Regions from separate parts of the Mus musculus genome. Here region 2 is linked to region 1. The links are chromatin contacts, called in public promoter capture Hi-C maps. All regions are on one chromosome and are shown on one strand. Each heading gives the region's core, a stretch centred on a gene start, on an enhancer-like site or on the middle of the called end of the contact. The rest is flanking DNA. Distances are from core to core; before and after follow the strand shown.

Region 1 (3,881 bases), core at 384-2,883:
GAGAAAGGCAGAGCGTTGTTCTCTAATTCTGGGCCACTCTCAGGCCCTGAAGCCTCCCCGACCAGGCTGGGGATGTCTGGAGCTGTGGACCGTCGGCGCAAACCCAGGCGGCCAGAGCCGGGGCAGCCCTCGGGATGAGGACTAAGGCCGACCGGGGCTTGCATTAAGGCCAGTGGCGCTCCCTCCAGCACCTCCTGCGAACGCCACCGCCCACTCCCCGAAGACTGGGGTGAGTTTGGTCGAGCCATCAGAGCTCCTGCCCTAAGGCGTGCTGTCTCCTCCTCGGTCATGGTACCCAGAGCTAGGCTCATGCTCCGGCCCAACTCTGGTCTCTCATTGCCTTGTGCCCTATAACGGACCGAGCCCTTGCCAGCAGAGGCAAGCTCGCCTCCGTGGCCGTGGCCATGGCCGTGACCGTGACCGTGGCCGCCGGCAGCTCGCGCAAACCGTGCCAAAAGAGGGCGCGGTAAACGACGGGGACTGGGTCGTCGCCGCTCTGGGCTGGGCGCCGGGGCAGGGTGGCCAGGGGGACTGTCGGAGTTGGAACCCCGGGCCGCTGCCGCAGCGGCTGCCCGACCCCAAGGCCCGGTGAGGGCTTGCACACAGGTCCCGTGGCCGCGGGAGGCAGCCAGCTGCAGTGCGGTGAGGCCCGCCCGGTTGGTGCGGTCAAGGCGTAAGCCCAGGCGGCGGAAAGAGCGCACCAAGAACTCCAGCACCGCCCCGTGGCCGCACGCCGCCGCCCACATCACCGGGCTGTTGCCCGCCGAGTCCGTCGCCTCCGGATCGCCGCTGAACTGCACCAGGAGCTGCACGGCGTCTAAGTGGCCTCGCTCGCAGGCCAGGCTGAGTGCAGTGCGGCCCCGCTCGTCCCGCAGGTTCACGGCTGCACCTTGCTCCAGCAGCAGTCGCACGAAGCGCGAGCGCATCGCGGGGTCCGGCAGCCCCACGGCCACCATAAGCGGCGTCCGGCCCTGCTCTGCGCGGCAGTCGATGATGCTGCGGTCCAGCGCGTCCAGCACGAAACGGGCCAAGTGCACTTTGCCGGCCTGCATGGCCTCAAGGAAGGTGCGCGTCCCCGCTCGGGGACACAGGTCCTTGGGCTTGAGCATGGCTCCGGCCGCCGCGCCCCGGAAGTCCGACGCACGGGGGCGCCCCTGTTCCCTCACCCCACGGGGCTACGGCCCCGGCCCGGACACCGGTACCGCTCTTTCCAAGCGGCGTGTAGGTGGCTGCAACCAAGTGTCCTGCAGTTCCCGCTCAGGTCTCCCTACCGCTCGGCTGCCTCGCCGCTCCCAGGGCGTCTTGCTTTTCCTCCCTGGCCCCCCACGCCTGGAGGTGTGGGCTGCTGGCTGCTTCGACTCCCGCTCAAGCTCCAAGCTCGGCCTCCTCAACTCTTGGGCCCTCTTCCCTGTATCCGACGCCCCTTGGTCCCTCGTGGCTTGGAGCAACGCCACTCACCCGCACCCCGGGCAGCCCCTGCTCCCCTGTTGAGCGGGTGGCTCCCGCCTGGCGCGCCTGCCTCCTGCCTCGGCGGGGAGCGCCGCTCCTCCAGCTCCCAGAGCCTCTCCCCGCCTCCTCCTTTCTTGCGGGGGCCGGGACGCTTGCTTTTTTACTTGGGGGGCTCGGCGGCTCCTGAGGTGCCCGACGCCTAGATACCTGGCTTTATAGCTTCAGGGGTCTCCATGGCAATGGCTGCTCTGGAAGCAGACTGCACCTTCGGGGCAGAGACGGACAGGGCAAGGGAGACCGCCCCTGACCCCCACCCCTTCGTGGGCCACGAAGTTGGGGAGCGGCTCCTCCTCCGCGCTCCCCTGGGAATGCGGCGGCGGTTGCGGGGCGGGGGTGGAGGCTGCTCGCCGGGGGCCACATGCACCCGGCGGGGCCAATCCTAAAGTCTCAGTCATCTTTCCCCGCCCCCCGCCTCCGCCGGAATCGGTAGCCTCCGCTGCTTAGAAACTGGCGGGAGCTCCTGCCATCGGTTTTAGGTTAAAGGGACTGGGACCCCACGAGGACAGGACTGGACAGTGCACCAGCTTGAGGTGGGCAAGAGACAGAGGAAAAGTAATTTGGGGTATGAGGCATTTGTGCTCCGGACTGAGGGCGCTCAGTCTGGCTGATAACTGCCATCTAAAGTGCAGCGAATCACAGCCACACACAATTGTGCCTCCCGCACGCGCTCACTCAGAGAAGGGCGGGGGTGCATTCTCCAATCTCAGACGTCTCCAAACCTGACAGCGCGCCCGCGTGCCAGCTCCACGGTTGATCGGTCGCTGTGGAGCAAGTTGACTTAGACACTGGCCGCTCTGACCCAGGGCAGGTGCCTTAGGACCCGAGAGTATGCAGGCATTTGGACTTCCCAGGCACTACCTCCTATCTCCTCAAAGATGGGCTAGTTAGGGTCTAGGAAAGGACAAAAGACACAAGCAAGAATTCCCTGACAGGGCTGGGTTCTCTTGAGCACAAAACCATCTTTAGGCCACAGAGCGCTAGACCTGGCCCCTACAGAAAGGAGACAGCCTGAGATTTTTTTTTTTTTTCAATCAGATGTGTGGAAAACCTACTTCCTTTGGACAATCAGCTCATGGGCGCTAGAGACGGGGAATACTGAAGGCCTAGCAGAGTCTTACAATGAGTGCCCCACAAGCTCCCAGGACTAGAGAAAGGGCTTGAGAATAGTTGAAATGGAGTTTATTTGTAGAATAAGTGAAGAGCTAGGGACTTTTCGCAGCTGGTCGAGTATTTGCCCAGTATACACGAAACGATTGGTTTGATTCATTCCCAGGATGAAGCCAGGTGTGGTGCTATAAGCTAACAACCCAGCACTTGAGAGATGGAGGCAGGAGGCTCAGAAGTTCCAAGATCATCCTCAGCTACAGTTAGGTTGAGGCCAGCCTGGGCTACATGAGACCCTATGGTTGTGTTTCCAGCAATGGGAAACACAGATGCACAAACTGAATGAATGAGACTTGTCTTCTCAGTCAGGAAGACGAACCCAGGACTGAGAACATCTGCTAAATGCAAACTCAAAACAGCCATTGGATGGAAGGACAAATGATGGGAAGGAGAGGGAACTAAGATCCTCTGAAGGCAACAGCAGAGTTAGTCCTTTAAGGATGAGAGACGCAGGCTAAGAAACAAGGAAGACGGCCAGGCAGAGGGGTTACAGGGACAAAGGCACCCAACAGACACAATGTGGAGGGTTGTGTTCAGGGGTCCTATGCTGTAAGAGAAAGGAAGTCCAGTGAAGAATGGAGGGGGTGTCCAGTCTGGTTGCTTTGCGGGACACGCCTGAGGATTCTGTGAGGAGTGCTCTGCCCCGGGGAGCAGGGGCTGGGGAGGCCCCGGAGCATCTGTGTCTTCTGGACTACCTAGGCTCCAGGATGGCCTAGGAGTGGATTCGGGCTAGACCATACAACAGGGACTCATGCTCCCCTTTGTCCTGTGAGGCATATTACTAAGTGCACAGTCGGTGAACTGAGCCCCCACGCATTTCTTGGCAGGAGAGTTAGGTCTCAGCCTGTGTCATACACTGGCAGTGTCAACCCAGGCCTGCACAGTCCCATCTGTGCAGAGGGAGCAGAGACAGAAACTCCGCCTGCACCACACAGGGTCAGGAGCCAGTTGGAGAAGCACCATTTAGAGGGACCTCAAAGTCCGTCCCATCAGCATCCAGGTGACACTCTCCACTCCCAGGAAGGTGACAGGCATGCTCCCACTCCTTAAGCAGAAGAAAGGCTTTTGTCCTTTTAGGACTCAGTTTTCCCTGTTTTCATCGTGAGAGAAAAATGCTTTCTTCCCTTTTTTTTTTTTCTGCCTTTGGGATCAAGAGGAAGGCTAGGCTGTGCACCTCCATGAAAAAAAGCATCAAGCCTCCCCCACCT
Region 2 (3,622 bases), core at 128-2,627, 1.1 Mb after region 1:
TTTTGGGTTGGGTTCCACGAGTATTTCAAGAGCGTTAACGGAGATGGCTGGAATCATCCAGCCCCATCTTCAGCCACCGTTGATTGGGCGGCCGTCCTGACGATGGTTAACTTAGGAGGAGGACAGACAATCGAAGTGACTGACACTAGACTTCTCTGCGGAATGTTTTAAGATAACTTCCCTGGTCTGTAGAACCTCAGCCTAAGAGGTGATTGCCACCCTCTTCCTGCTGGGCACTTACAGATACTGGCCTGTGTCTGGCACCCGCCACAGCTGCACGCCTTTGAGCGGCCCGGCAGCCCCCACTGTCACCATCACGCTGCTTCCTGTGTATGCCCCATCGCACTGTGTTTGTGTGGGTCCGCTCCTGCCGCTGGCGCCACAGGTGTTAAACACCCAAGGCCCCCGTGTGCCTAGGTACAAAGGGAGAAGGAAAAAGTTCCTCTCCAGGCCTAGGGATCTGGAGATGGTGAACCAAGAAAAGGGAGGAGCCTGAAACTCACCTAGAGGATTTGGGAGGGAAGCTGGCTCCAATTTACTGGGTGTGGGGGTGACTTTCTGCTCCTGGGAATTGAGTACCAGCACCGGCAAAAGCGAAGGTGTTAGAAAAGGTGTCTGGAACTCCGAGTTGGAGCAAAGAATAGTTCCTGAAAGGTGACAGGAAGAAGGGTTAGATGATGCAGAATGTGACAGGGGAGACATAAGAGATGGATAGCCACTCAGCAGTACCCTGCTTCCAGCCACACCCCGAATGCCGCCCAGCTGGTGCATACAGAGGCTGAAGCTAGACACCTACCACCCAACCGGGTTTCCCAAGCCTTGCAAGGTGTCTACATATATCATGACATATACATATATCTACATATATACATATATATATATATACATATATATATATATATATATATACATATATGTCTACATATATCATTCCAGAGCTCTCATGGAGTGACTTGGGGGCTGCACCGCTCTCTGTTGTACAGCACCCCACCACCTCTCCTCTCTCTAGCTTCCTCCCAAGTAGTGCCAAGGCCCCATCTGATTCTTAGATTCGGACGTGCTCCGCACCTTTCTTGCTGTACTCTAAAAGCACAAGGCCACCTTAGAAGGAACCATTGAGACCTGGTCTGTTGCTAATGCAGCCCCAAATCTAGTTGTCTCTGGTTGGCTGGTACCCTGACCACCAAACAGCACTTACCAGCAGCTCCCAGCCACAGCAGCAGCCGGTGGGAGCAGCCCATCGCCCAATCCCTTGGTTCCAGCAAAGGATGATGGTTGAGAACTCGATTCCCTAGCTGCAGTTTATAGGCGTGTCAGCAGTCTCAGAGCTATCACCACTACCCTGCCGACTTCCAACTGGCCTGTATACACTCACGTCAGACCCGGGAAATAGAAGGAAAAGGCGGAGCATGAGGACAGCGAGGTCCCCAGGCTTCTGGGAGGAGCCTTGCTGAGCTGAAGGGCTCTAGTCCCCACCTATGGCACACCAACAAACTAGTGAGTTCCTGGTAGGAGAAAAAGTTGACTCTACATTATACCTTTGTGATAGGCTGGACAGCACCTAGTACATGGCAGTAGCTTTTGTGGGTCTCAGGATAGCATCAATAGTGAATGGCTTTATTGGTGTCAGTGTTAGTTTAAGTGCATGATCACACATGGGAAGTATGTAGAGCCTCCAAAAATCCACCTGCCTCTGCCTCCTGGGTGATGGCGACTAAACTGTCCCCCATAAGGCATTATTGCTTGCCATTGCTGTGTCCCTTTCTGACCATGAGGCAGGACATCCCAGTACCTCAGAATCATGACTTTCTGAGTTTGTTGCACACTGTTCCTGTGGACAATTTCTTACTGCCATGACTGGATAAGGTGTTGAAAAATGTGGACAGTGTTGCTCACATTTGTAACCCAGCACCTGCCAAGTGGAGATGGGACCCCAAGTTCAGTGTTATCTTCTGCTTTCAAACTGGATGCCAGCCTGGACTTACATGAGACTTCCTCTCAAAAAGCTAATAGATATGTTAAAAAGATGTCAGAAGCCGGGTGGTGGTGGCGCATGCCTATGATCCCAGCACTTGGGAGGCAGAGGCAGATTTCTGAGTTCGAGGCCAGCCTGGTCTACAAAGTGAGTGCCAAGACAGCCAGGGGTACACAGAGAAACCCTGTCTCTGAAAGAGAAAAAAAAAAAAAAAGATGTCAGAAGATTCAAGTGCTAGCATTCCCAGGCAATGCAGAGTGGCTCAGCCACAGGCCACCAACTGCAAAATCACATGGAAGGATAGTTTTGTGTATTGTGTCCTTTATCTTTTGTTCAAAATGCTAATGTTAAGCCAGGCATGGTGGCTCATGCCTGTAATTCCTGCACTTGGAAGGCTGAAGCAGCAGGATTGCTATGAGTCCCCTCAAAACAAAAACAAAATCTTCCTACCAGAATAAATCTTTTGCAAAGGATCTCAGCTATCTGTAGAAGAGTGCAAATTTCTTTTTTTTAATTAATTTATTTGTTCAGCGCCCCACCCCCAGCCTCTCCCCTCAAGGTTCCTAATTTCTAATCCATGGGTATAAACCACCCAGGAGGCTAAAATCCCACCAGGGTCATTAGCACTGCACAAATAATGGTCTTGTGGGTTGCCTGACTCCCTGCCCTCTGCCGGCCTCCAAGGGGGAAAGCAAAGGTTACAGGAGGAGTTTCTTTGGGAGGAGGCAACTAAGGGAAGAACCATCCCAATAAACACATACTGGACTTAAAAAAACCCAAAAAACTAAGTCAATGACTGAAGCCTAAACGCTAAAGATGTTTTTACTTCTAAAAACTGAAGCTGGGCCTATCAGGTAACTAGCTAATTAGTAAATTCTGAGTATCTAATACTAACTCTAGCTACGGTAGATTTTATAAAAATGGAGAACTCATGACCCACTGAGTTCTATAGATATCACCATCACTCTCTTTCATGGATAAAATTTTGTTTTAATAAGCTAAAGAAAGGAACTGGTGGTGTGTGGGGCTGAGGAGCCCTCTGCAACCAGGGGAGCCAACCTGGAGCTGGAGAGAGGGAGGGAGAGAGGGAGAGAGGTCGAGCTATGCACAAACCCTGAAAATCCAGTCCTGAGACCGGCAGGAGTAGGATTCCTCCCTCCCTGCTCTGGGCCTGCATGTCCCAGCACCACCAAACCCCACCATCACCTCTGCCACCATTGAGGCCGACAGTGGCCATGATGCAGGTTAAACATCTCTCTTCTTATAAGGTCATGTCCAGCAAAGCACCTGGAATTCCTCTTCATACAAATAAGGCCACAGTACCTTAGCCATGGCCAAGTTAGTACACTTACCCCAAAAGCCTCTACTCACTCCCCAAAGCCTTAAATAGCTGTTGTTCCCCACAATTAAAAGCTGCTCAATGAAGCCTGTCTCCTGAGAGTCTGTCCTCATAGTGCTCACAGACACCTAAGGTTTCCATCACTTATTTCCTGCCTTAACTTCCCTCATAGGCCACTAGTCTGATAGTAGGTGATCATGCCGTTTATGTTGGCTCACTGTCAGTGCCATACTGGACCTCTCCTGGTGATCTGAAAGAACAGTTATTCCACACAGCAAATGATAGGATAAGAAAGCCTGTGTTGGGCT

What was found. Promoter capture Hi-C pulls out the DNA fragments that hold promoters and counts their contacts.
Region 2: a promoter capture Hi-C map of embryonic stem cells shows a contact between it and region 1, with 3 times the contacts expected there. The contact joins the promoter of Ltk here to the promoter of Ankrd63 in region 1. A contact is called at or near these places in 1 of 39 promoter capture datasets (embryonic stem cells) and 1 of 9 other capture datasets (adipose tissue).

The regions. Positions count from the first base shown.
Region 1 is chr2:118,702,330-118,706,210 of GRCm38.p6, forward strand. It overlaps Ankrd63 (ankyrin repeat domain 63), which reads right to left and starts at 1,634. Exons shown (of 1, transcript NM_001081971.1): 1 at 1-1,634. The coding sequence starts at 1,109. It also overlaps a transcript of Plcb2 not described here.
Region 2 is chr2:119,759,054-119,762,675 of GRCm38.p6, forward strand. It overlaps Ltk (leukocyte tyrosine kinase), which reads right to left and starts at 1,378. Exons shown (of 20, transcript NM_203345.2): 1 at 1,199-1,378; 2 at 504-647; 3 at 242-413. The coding sequence starts at 1,241.